Linked DNA regions of Mus musculus: region 2 is linked to region 1. The links are chromatin contacts, called in public HiChIP or PLAC-seq maps. All regions are on one chromosome and are shown on one strand. Each heading gives the region's core, a stretch centred on a gene start, on an enhancer-like site or on the middle of the called end of the contact. The rest is flanking DNA. Distances are from core to core; before and after follow the strand shown. Region 1 overlaps Entpd1 (ectonucleoside triphosphate diphosphohydrolase 1). Region 2 has its middle 4.7 kb from the start of C330026H20Rik.

The links. HiChIP or PLAC-seq counts read pairs in DNA pulled down with a chosen protein or histone mark.
Region 2: a contact with region 1 is called in an H3K4me3 HiChIP or PLAC-seq map of bone marrow-derived macrophages, with 3 times the contacts expected there. The contact joins two enhancer-like sites. A contact is called at or near these places in 1 of 115 datasets of contacts at active chromatin or transcription factors (bone marrow-derived macrophages) and 1 of 9 other capture datasets (embryonic stem cells).

What each region holds. Positions count from the first base shown.
Region 1 is chr19:40,681,240-40,686,632 of GRCm38.p6, reverse strand. All of the region lies in intron 1 of Entpd1 (ectonucleoside triphosphate diphosphohydrolase 1), which reads right to left. Among named protein-coding and RNA genes, the nearest start is that of Entpd1, 24 kb to the right of the region's middle. Within about 2 kb of position 1,977, at least 81 of the 459 cell types and tissues checked have an H3K27ac peak or open chromatin away from gene starts, as enhancers often do. A contact at or near this core is called in bone marrow-derived macrophages, where this site is marked.
Region 2 is chr19:41,013,672-41,019,064 of GRCm38.p6, reverse strand. It overlaps the pseudogene Gm4269. Among named protein-coding and RNA genes, the nearest start is that of C330026H20Rik, 4.7 kb to the right of the region's middle. Within about 2 kb of position 2,909, at least 61 of the 459 cell types and tissues checked have an H3K27ac peak or open chromatin away from gene starts, as enhancers often do. A contact at or near this core is called in bone marrow-derived macrophages, where this site is marked.

The DNA of each region.
Region 1 (5,393 bases), core at 728-3,227:
CTCCTTCAGACTCCGATATACAGCTTTAGAGCTTTTACCTGTGTTGCTGACTGCACGGGTCGGCCATCCCCATCATCCCCATGGCTTCCCTCACACTCACACACCTCTATTATCATCTGGGCCTGCTGGAGGCTGCCCCCTACCCAGCCAGCTCCCAGTCCAACTTCCTCTGCCAGCAGGTAACTCACTCCTCTCTTTCTTCATTGTCTTCCAACTCAGTGGGGCAAAGAATGCTGGGGCCTGTGGGTGCCTTCCAACAGTGTCTAAGTGGTCCAGCTCTACATTAAATGTGTGCTGAAGGAAAAGCAAGACCCGAGCCCTGTGGAATTTGAAAGGTCACACTGCTATTGCTCTCCAGAACTGCCACTTCCTGGGTCCCTCAAAGACTGGGGAACAAAGTCAGAGTGTTCTTTTCCAGGTCCTCAAACCCTGCTGGTAGCACCATTCTCTACTCAAAACCACAGGGCTCATAGGGGTCTCTAGGCCTCTGAGGTTGGCAAGGACGAAGAGCTGCTGGGGATAGCTGGTGATAAGCATCCTGACAACCAATCCTTGGGTGGCTTTTAGTATCTCCATAAAGTGTGCCCCAAGCCTGCTGTGTTTGTGAGCAGCAGGCGTATCACTAGGCGGCAGGATGTTTCAAGAAGCATCCAGGACTATAAGACACCGGATCTCCTGTCTCCATTTTCCTTTCGTCTATGACACTAAACAATCAAATTACCACTTTTTTTCCTTTTTGAAAAATAAACATGTGTTTCGTTATCTAAAGTATCCAACTCCATTCCTCCCTCAGGAAGGCAGGATATGGTAATCAGAATCAGACAAGAAAACAGTTCACTAGAAAGCTATCTTTTTGTAAAGATCTCCACATCTGTTCCTCCCTACCACAATCAGGACTATCTCGAAAGCGGGTTCCCAATGCAACCACAAGTGTTTGTTATTCTTTTTGCCATGTGATTTGTCCTTAAAATAAATTCAAACATTTTTTTCCCTACCACCAAAATGCCAGGAAAAATATAAATGGGTATTGTTTTTTTCTGAATACCTATGAACTAAGAAGTTCAACAACACTTAGTTGAATTTTCTGGGACTAATGTCAAGTCCTAAAATAGAAGATATAATCTAAAAACTGGACTGTTGGATTGCTCTATAGCTAATATGGGACATGCAAAAGAAAGCCTGGGGGAAAAAATGGATTGCAGCAAGCTGCAACATACGTGTCACTCATGCCAGACCTGAGGGAGGAGTCAGCCTACAGAAAGGAAATAGCAAAGACTGCGTGTTTGCTCTCAACTCCAGGGACAATTTTGCCCGTTTTCTTTGATGTGCTGGCCAGAGACAATGCTGGAGTCTCATGTGAATTCAGCATGAATCACCTTGGGAAATCATAGACAAAGTCTCTGTTTATGCTTCCCACACAGTAAATGGTGACCATTATTCTACTGATCATTGTGAATCAGGGCATTTTCAAGGTAAAAGCAGGTCCAGGGAATGGAAATGTGATGAGAGCAGAAATATTCATAAAACATCACATTTTGATCATCTTGACAGCCTCAGAAAATGTATGTGTGTAAGACACAGTGTTCATACACACACACACACACACACACACACACACACACACACACACACACACACCCTGTAGGCATGCGAATCCTAAGGCTGAAGCAGAGGAGCATGGCCAGCCCATATGGGACTGAGTATCAAGTCAACCAAACATCTACTTCCACCTCCGAGTGCTTATCCTAGGCGTCTGCCCAGAGACTTCACCTCCAAAATAACTACCACCTCGGAAGAACATTTGCGGTCCGGGAGACCAGGGGTTGAAAAGCAGCCTTAGAATTCTAGCTAATCCATTCAGAACTTGCTAAAAGAATGGAAAGGCTGTTGGGAAATGGAGAAACAACAAAGTGGAAGGAGAACAAAGAGGAGATGAACAGACCGGTGGAGTCACTGAGGAGACATGGGCGTGGCTGCCTCTCTTCACATCTTCCTTGCTCACCATCACCTACCCTCCTGTCACCAACAAAGAACTTCCCTCAGTGGCTCTCCAGCATTAGATTGATTTCCCTTTCCCACCCCCACCCCGACCCCCGCCCCACCCCACCCCTGCCCCACCCCATCCCACCCCACCCCTACCCCTAAGGTCATATGAGCAGCTCTTTAAATAGTTAAAACTTTCTGAATGACCAGAAACAAAGTGGTAATTTTTACTTAGCGCTTCCTTGTTAACAGCAGCCACATCCATGTCTTACTACCTCTTTTGACAAGTTCTTCCTTCTATGACATGGTCTCTGGATCTTGCCACACCCTGCAAGACCTGCACAGTTTGTCAATATCTGACTTTGAAAGTGAAACAAAAAGGAGACAGTCTACATAATAAAGCAGAAACTAAAAGGAGACAGACCAGGAACTGAGGAGGGTTCAGTTCTGCACTCAGTAAGTCATGCAAAATGAAGAAACAGACCCTGAATCACAAGGTTCACTTGCTCATAGCAGGACCTCATCATGTAGCCCAGTCTAGAGTTTTTGTTGGTTTTTTAAAAAATTATACTGATCTAGTTAGTTAGTTAGTTAGTTAGTGTTTTATGTGTTGCATGTTGGCACCAGTATGGAGACTGCATGATAACTTTTGCAAAGTCCATTTTCTCCTTCTACCACATGGATCCCAGGGAGTGACCTCAGGTTGTAGACTTGGTACCATCCTACTCTTCCCTCTCCTGGCTGGTCTTGTCCTCACCAGCCTCCTGTCTCAGCATCTTAAGTACTGGGATTCTAGGCAAGAGACACCACCTAGCAATGAGGGATGCCCTGTGTAGTGAGGGAATGCTCTTGTGCAATGAGAAATGCTCTTGTGTGATGAGGGATGCCCTGTGTGATGAAGGATGCTCTTGTGTGATGAGGGATGCCTTGTGTGATGAGGGATGCCCTGTGTGATGAGGGAATGCTCTTGTGCAATGAGAAATGCTCTTGTGTGATGAGGGATGCCCTGTGTGATGAAGGATGCTCTTGTGTGATGAGGGATGCCCTCGTGTGATGGAAACGCTCCATATGGACCTCTTGCTTTGGGATTAGCAGGTTAGAGAAGGCCACCAATTAGCATTCATCCTCCACAGCTCTTCAGATTATCAGGCTATCATCAGGTCAGACCAGCATATTCTAAAGTGAGTGACTAAAAAACAGGAGGGACCAAGACCTCAAGAAGGCAAGCAGCTCCAACTCACAGAATTCCCATCAGCCATCTGTCTTTCATCTTGTCTTAGCCAGCTCTTCCCTGTCCTACAGAAGACAGAGTAAGTTTGTCCTCTAAGGATAAGTCCCATCTAATTCCTGGAATCTATGATAGATTTTCTTCCATTAGGCAGAAGGCATCTGAAACCAGTTGCTCACGTGCCTGTGCTAAATGTCTTGGGATTTATCTCTCTTTTGGAAGGATCCAAGAAAACTTCCTTATCTCAGTCCATTGCCCAGCATACAATGGGATATACAACCAACATTCTGTCTGGTTACCCAGGTCCCTGCCCATCTTTCAATCCCACCCTCGGACCCAGAGCTTAACCTTAAATGCGTATGAAATCGGTAGGGTGACTTCTCCCACTGGTTTCTGTTCACTAAGTCCCCCTAGAGTCTGAATTCAGTTTCCAGAATCCGTGAGAACAATTCCTCTGCCCCAATAACTTGGACACAAACCAAGACAGTAATTCCCAGATGAGCCTGTAGCTGGACCCCACACCTTAGCTCAAAAGCCTTTGAATACAAGCAGTCATGGCCTGGACCAAGCATGGCTTTGTTCCTGTCCCTTGGACATTATAATCTGAAATGCCCAGGGCAACTTCCTCATACTCTCTCGCATATGCAAAGAGTTTCAGGCACAATTCATGGCTATAAATATTCTATTGAGAACACTAACAACAAAGAAGGGAAAAAATACAGAGAGCAAACACCAAAAGCCCATGGAGAGTTTAGTCCGGCGATAAACAGTTCTAAAAAGTACTGAAGTCAGAGCACTTTCCCAGATCACTCACGTCCTCATTCACAGCTGTATTGGCTCTGACCTAAAGATACCTGATTGCCTGACCTGTGCTCAGTATCAGGCATAGGGTCCATGGATTTGTTGACATATAAAGGGCCATAAAAAGTAACATTCAAGAGTCAATGTGGATCTATAAAATAAGTGATTTTACCTTTATCGTGGTCTGCTAAAGAAGGGAAACACATAAGATGTCTCATTAGGCCAGATCAGAACTGTCAGCTACCATTAGCATAGCATGTGAGGGGGAGGAGCTTGGCTTTTCCATGTTACAGCACAAACTGGGCTGGAGTACTAGGTTTGATCACACCCTCCATCCTCCTAGTTATATGACACTGGCCTTAATTCCAAATCTATGAAATGGGTGTAACAATGGCTCTCATGTCAAAAGGCTGTTGTAAAGAGCAAATAAAATGACATATTATACTGAGTGTTTAATATGATGTCTGGGACGTGCCTATTTATAGTGTGGTTTTATTCTCAAATAGATACCTGATAGTTTTATTTATGCATTTTACGCTAACAAGATTTTTTTTCCAATTTTCAAATCAACTTGGCGCTTTCACTTGTGATTTAATTGGAAAAAAGACTCAAAAGAAAAAAACAAAACAAAAAACAAAAAACAAAAAACAAAAGCAGTAGCCAACAAGGATCACACACACACACACACACACACACACACACCTCTAATTTGGAAAGCATGTGAAAGAATAGGAAAGAAGCTATATGTGAAAGTTCCCAGGTTAAACCACAGGAGAGAACAATTACACCGACCTGTTCAAGGCCTTCTTTCAAGGCAAAGCTGCATTGAGATGTAGGTGCACACCAAGCATGACCTTTGCAGCAGGGGGTGATCTGAAGCTCCCCAAAGGCTTCCATCCACTTTAGAGCTTCTGTGGGAGTCAGGTACCACCATGGTGACCAACAGCCAAACACAACTCCAAGGAGGGAAGATTTGTCTCTGGTTCAGTTTCAAAGGGATCACATGACTATTTGGCTTTGAGCCGGGGCAGAACATCCTGGCAACAGGAGCATGTAGGGAGGTATCCACCTCATGGTGGCCGGCGGGCAAGGGAGTCAAGAGAGGAATATAAGAGAAGAAGCAAGTCGAGATAGAATACCCAAGGACATGGCCACAGTGAGCCATCTCACAACAAGGCTCCTACCACCTCTTCTCACTGTCCCCAAATAATGCCACAATATCAGGAGTCCAACAAGAGATTAACCATTTGGTTAGAACTCAATTACTTCTCAAAGCTCCTAGGTTGGAAGCCAACAGCCCCTCACCTGAAGGGGGGGGTATTTCATATTCAAAACGCATCCAAGTGCTCAAGGGAAGAATTAAGTTTTAGGCTTCTTGAAG
Region 2 (5,393 bases), core at 1,660-4,159, 330 kb before region 1:
TGAGCCAAATATCATAAACACATCTATGCAAACTACATGTTTCCGTGGTGCTCAGGAGGTCGACTCCTTTCAAATACATTCAGGGGCAACCTGTTGCTTCACAGGCGAAGAAGTAAATTTTCACACTGCTGGTAAGCTGAGGCTCCACTAGAAAAGGTAGAGAAGGAACTGGGGAGATGGATTGTGGGTAAAAGCACTGACCACGCAAATTTAAGGACCTGCGTTCGGATCCCCAGTGCCCTTGTAAGAGGCCAGGCGTGGCTACTCACACCTGTAACCCCAGCACCGTGTGGGGTACAGGCAGCAAACTGCTGCAGCCTGCTGGCCAGCCAGTCTAGCAAAAACAGTGAGTTCCAGGACATTAGAGACCCTCCTCCTGCCTCTATATTTGCACACATGGGCACATGGACTCATACATACACCATGAACACACAAATAATAATAAAATAGCAAATTTTCATGAGTATAATCATCTTTTTGTTTGGTTTTATTTTCTTTAAAGTTTAATACAACATAATCCCCAGCTTCACTGAGGTGGCTGACCGCGTCCATGACAGAAGCCACCTCTAAACTGGAACTCAGTTGCTAAGCCAGCCCCAGCCTCAGCTTTCTTGTCAACTCCAGGGAGCACAGTACTCCTTCTGTAGGTGTCTCTGTCTGCCTCCCCTCTTGGGAATCTTGCAGGTCGCTCACCCTCTGGACCTTTAAGCTGAGGCCTGCCAGTCTGGGGATGGCTGCGGAGCAGGGTGGCGGGCACGATCTCCAGAGGGTGGTGCATGTAAGCTCGGAGAGAGTGTGGATGCCCTCATTTGTAAGGTACCAGTAGAAATGTCTCCAAGCAAACTGCTCCTTCACGTAGCCTCTAGACTTGAGAGCCTACATGGCCTTCATTACACGAAGGTTGGGCACATTCCTGTCTGCCAGCTCAGGGTGTTTGGGCATGTGGATCTTTTTGGGTGACCATCACGCCTTCCTTAAAAAGGAGTTCATAGATGGCAATCCAATTCTTCTTACACATTACCATCGCTGCAGCTGCCGAGTATAATCATCTTAAAAGACAGAGGATCCAGGACAATTTCTGCTGAGGGAAGATGCCACAGCCCTGATTGGATAATTACGTGAATTTCATTTGCTATCATATCCAGGGTCATTATGCCTTCTCCTAAATTCAGGCAGCTCTAATAGAAACACTACAAACCAGATGGCACAAGCAGCAGTTTATCTCATGAGTCTAGAGGCTGGGAAGTCCAGGAGCAAGGTGCCAGGAAATTATCCCCGGTGAGGGGCCAGCTTTTCGTTTCCAGATGGCCCTCATCCCACTAGATCAGTGGCTCTCAACCTGCGGGTTGTGACCCTTTTGGGACTAGAATGACCCTTTCACAGGGACTATCTAAAACCATTGGAAAACACAGATATTTACATTGTGATTCCGAACAGTAGCGAAATTACAGTCATGAAGCAGCAGCCAAAATACTGTTATGGCTGGGGGTCACCACGACATGAGGAACTGTATTAAAGGGTTGCAGCATTAGGAAGGTTGAGAACCACTGAGCTAGATTCTCCCTTGAGATCCCGCATGGGGGAGAGATTGCTTCATTCTTGTGTGTGTGTGTGTGTGTGTGTGTGTGTGTGTGTGTTCACATGAGTGTAACATGTGGAGGACATAGAACACCTTCCTTAAGTCTGTTCTCTCACTCCATCTTTACATGGGTCCCAGGGATTGAATGCAGGTCTCTCTCCTGGCTTGATTCATCTCAGCCAGCCCCTCTCTGTCTCTAATAAGGGCACTAGTCTCATTCCTAAGGGCTCCACTCTTATGAACTGACTAACTCCTGAAGTCCTCACTGCTGGGATTTATGAAACACAGAGTAAGACAGCGGGTACCTCAGTGGCCCCTGTCAAAGTGTCTCCCAGCAATCAAGCCACAGTGACAAGCCTAGTACAAAGGGAAGTTTATTGGGGGAAGGGAGCCAGGGAGGGGAGCAGGGACCAGGAAAAGAGTAGAGACAGAGAAAGGGGAGCAGAGAAGGACAGAAAAGAGAGGAGAGGGGAGAGGAAGAGGCCAGACTGGGAACAGTGGGAGAGGGAGAGATGGAGATGGGGAGGGGAGGGAAGAGAGGGAGGGAAGGAGAGGGAGTGGGAGGGAAAACGGTGCTGTAGAACGTTTGTGGAGTACAGCTGAGATGGAAATCTGCTTTGACCTCCTTAATAGAAGTCTAGTATGATGGAGACCCAGAAGGAACTGCTCTTAACTGCTAGGTCTTTAGATTTGCACCACCAAGATCTCACCAGGTAACAGGTGGCAGGACATCAGAAGAAAGTGTCAGATGGCCTGTAGGACATGGTGTCGTAAGGACAGATAGCTCCTATGTCTCATATCCAGGTTCCACACTGGGGTAGAAATCTGAAGAATGTCATATCTCCTGGAGTCACTCAAGCAGAAAAGGGAAGTCACTGAATGGATTGGTTGTAATCATTAGACTGGGATGGAATGACAAGGTGGAGGATAAAAAAGAAAAGCAGCGCCCTCTAGAGACAAAAGAGGGAAGCTCATATTTTCTCTGTGCGCTTCCGCTAAGGTTAATGACACATGAGCTTGTGAGTACTCAGGTCCACCCATCCACGTGCCTCTATGTACACAAATACACGGACACACACACACACACACAATCATACGCACACAGGCACACACACACGGGCACACACGAGCACACACTGAAGACAAGGGCAATGCAGAAAAGGGGCTTCATTAGCAGCACCAGCCTGGTCTTAGATTGTAGGGTAGAGCGCAGATGCCAGGTTCTTGGGAGAAAATTCAGTCATATACCCAGGAGAGATGCAGCAAACCGAATCCATCAGACGTGCCAACTGCATGCTTTAACTTGCAAAGTAGCATAGTGGCTTCCTGAACTAGCCAGAGTTGAAGTTCTACTTGTCACCACTTGGGGTCAGCATTTCCACCTTAAAAGGCTTCCAGGTTGTGAGCCTGAAGGCAAAAAAATCTGGTGACTTACACAGTGATGAAATGACTTTAGGGGGTTCCAGCACCCCCTTTTTTGTTTTTATGTTCCCTGACTCACGGTCTGTTTGTGTTTTCCCGTGTGCAGAAATTATCCATTTTACTTGCAAAGGCTGACACTAGGCTTTAGAAAAAATAAGTTGAAAATTTCATACATGTGTATAATGTATTTTAGTGGCTTTCACCTGGCATCAATTTGGCCAACATGTTTGTGTGTGTGTGTGTGTGTGTGTGTGTGTGTGTGTGTGTGTGTGTGCTTTTGTGTGTGCTTTTGTGTGGAAGCCATAGGGCAAGCTTCAAATCTCATCACTCTCTTGCTCATACTTTACCAAGTGGAGTAGGCTGGGTCTGTATCATTACCCAACACTGGAATTAGAAGCACATTTTATGTGTTGTGGGACTCTAACTCGGGTCCCCCTACCTGCAAGACCATCAACTGAGCTGTCTCCCGAGTCCTTAATGTACACATGGTATCCTGTAACTCAGGTGTCAGGTCCTGTAGAGCTTTGGGGATTCCAGATGCCACATAAGGCTTGGGAGTGTCCACTCTGTAGGAAAAGGAGCTTGCCCTAGTGTTCCTCCTGGCTTTAGCAGCTGGGCAAGCGTGGGTAAGATATTTTCTCTTCCAGCTGCAAAGCCTCACACATACAACATGCATAGCAAACACTTCCCTCTACCTGACTTTGAAAATTAAAGGCATTGTGCTATGGGATAGGCAGAATGGTGATTAAACATTTGTTCAAATCTGTGGAACAACATGTGTGCAACACAAGTGGACCCTAGTGCAGGCAGTGGGCTTTGATATGTCTCTGCGGGTTCGCCTGCTCAGCAACCCAGTGCTTTCATGGGGGCTTTGGTAATGGGAAGAGTCTGTGTGTCTTGGTAAATGTACAACATCTCCTTACTTCCCTCTTAATTCTGCTATAAACTATGAAACTGCTCTTTAAATTCTGTCACTTAAAATGTTAATGATGTTACTTGTACTCATTGCTGTGTTTTATAAAAAAAGAAGCCAGGGATATGTATGGTAGAGGCAAGGTATTGTGTGAGGGAAGGGGCATCCCTTCCCCCCCCGCCCCCCCCCCCCAGGGACCAGCCACAGGACTGTATAGTATAGAAGAGAGTTTATTTAGGTAATGAGGAAAGGAGTTGAAGGGGTAGATGATACAGAGAGAGAGAGAGAGAAAGAGAGAGAGAGAGAGAGAGAGAGAGAGAGAAGGAGGAAGAAGGAGGAGGAGGAAGAGGAGGAGGAGAAGGAGGAGGGAGGCCAGCCATGAGCATATGGGGGGGGGGGGAGATGGAGAGAGAAGGGACAGAGAGGAAAGAGAGGAAGGGAGAAAGAGGAGAGAGGAGGGGGCAAGCAGCCCCTTTTATAGTGAATCAGGCACACCTGACTGTTGCCAGGTAACTGTGCGGCAGAGCCTAGAAGAAATGCCAACACTTAAGGAACTCTAATGGAAGGCTTGTCTGTGTAGGTAGGGGCTCCTCTTGCTTCCTGATCATCCATCTCTGGATCACACAAATAACAGGAGGTTCAAGTCCAGGCTCCACCATTTTCCTGACATCTTGGTGACAGGAAATTTTCTTAAATCTTCTCCAGGTGCCTATTTATTTATTTATTTATTTATTTTTCTTTTTTCTTGTATTGTTTTCCAAGGCAGGGTTTCTTTGTGTAGCCCTGGCCGTGCTGGGATTTGTTTAATTTTTATAGACGTTGATGATCTGCTCACTGCTCTTTGAGGAAAATATCAGCTGACAGTTATCCACCGCCAGACAGATTCGTTTCCTTCCACGGTTAGCAGCTGCTGGGGTTTCTGCATAACGTAACATGTAGAAAATGACACTGTAGTGGGATTTTTGGCTTGCCTTCCCTGGGTGTGTGGGTGTCACTTCTTGCGTTTGTTAAGATTATTTTTGTTGAATATTTTGTGGGGTTTTTGTGTCTTGTAGGACTTATTTGGGGAAAGCCTTTATTGTTGATATGAGAGAACCGCTGGACACATCTGGAAGAGTCCAGCTTAGAGAGAGAGAAAGAAGTGGACGGAACGTTGGAAGCAAACAGGACATGGCCAGGGCTATCTGCAATAGAGGGAGAGCAGCAGGGAGTGGAGACTAGAGAAAACGCAGTGGGAGCAGAGCTTATGGAGGAGGGCAGGGCTAAGGAGAGAGTGAGTAGCTGAGAAGAGGGAAGCCCAGGAACTGGGGGGGGTTAGGGGAGGGGAGAAGGATTAGGATGGACTCTGAGGTGTGTAACAGGTGTGGCTGATACGGAGGGAGCCTGGAAGCCAGCATGAGCTTTGTTATGGTAATAGTTGCCACAGGTGTCCCTGCTCCTGCTAGAGGTAAGGGAAACGCCTCCTTTTGGTGGATGGGA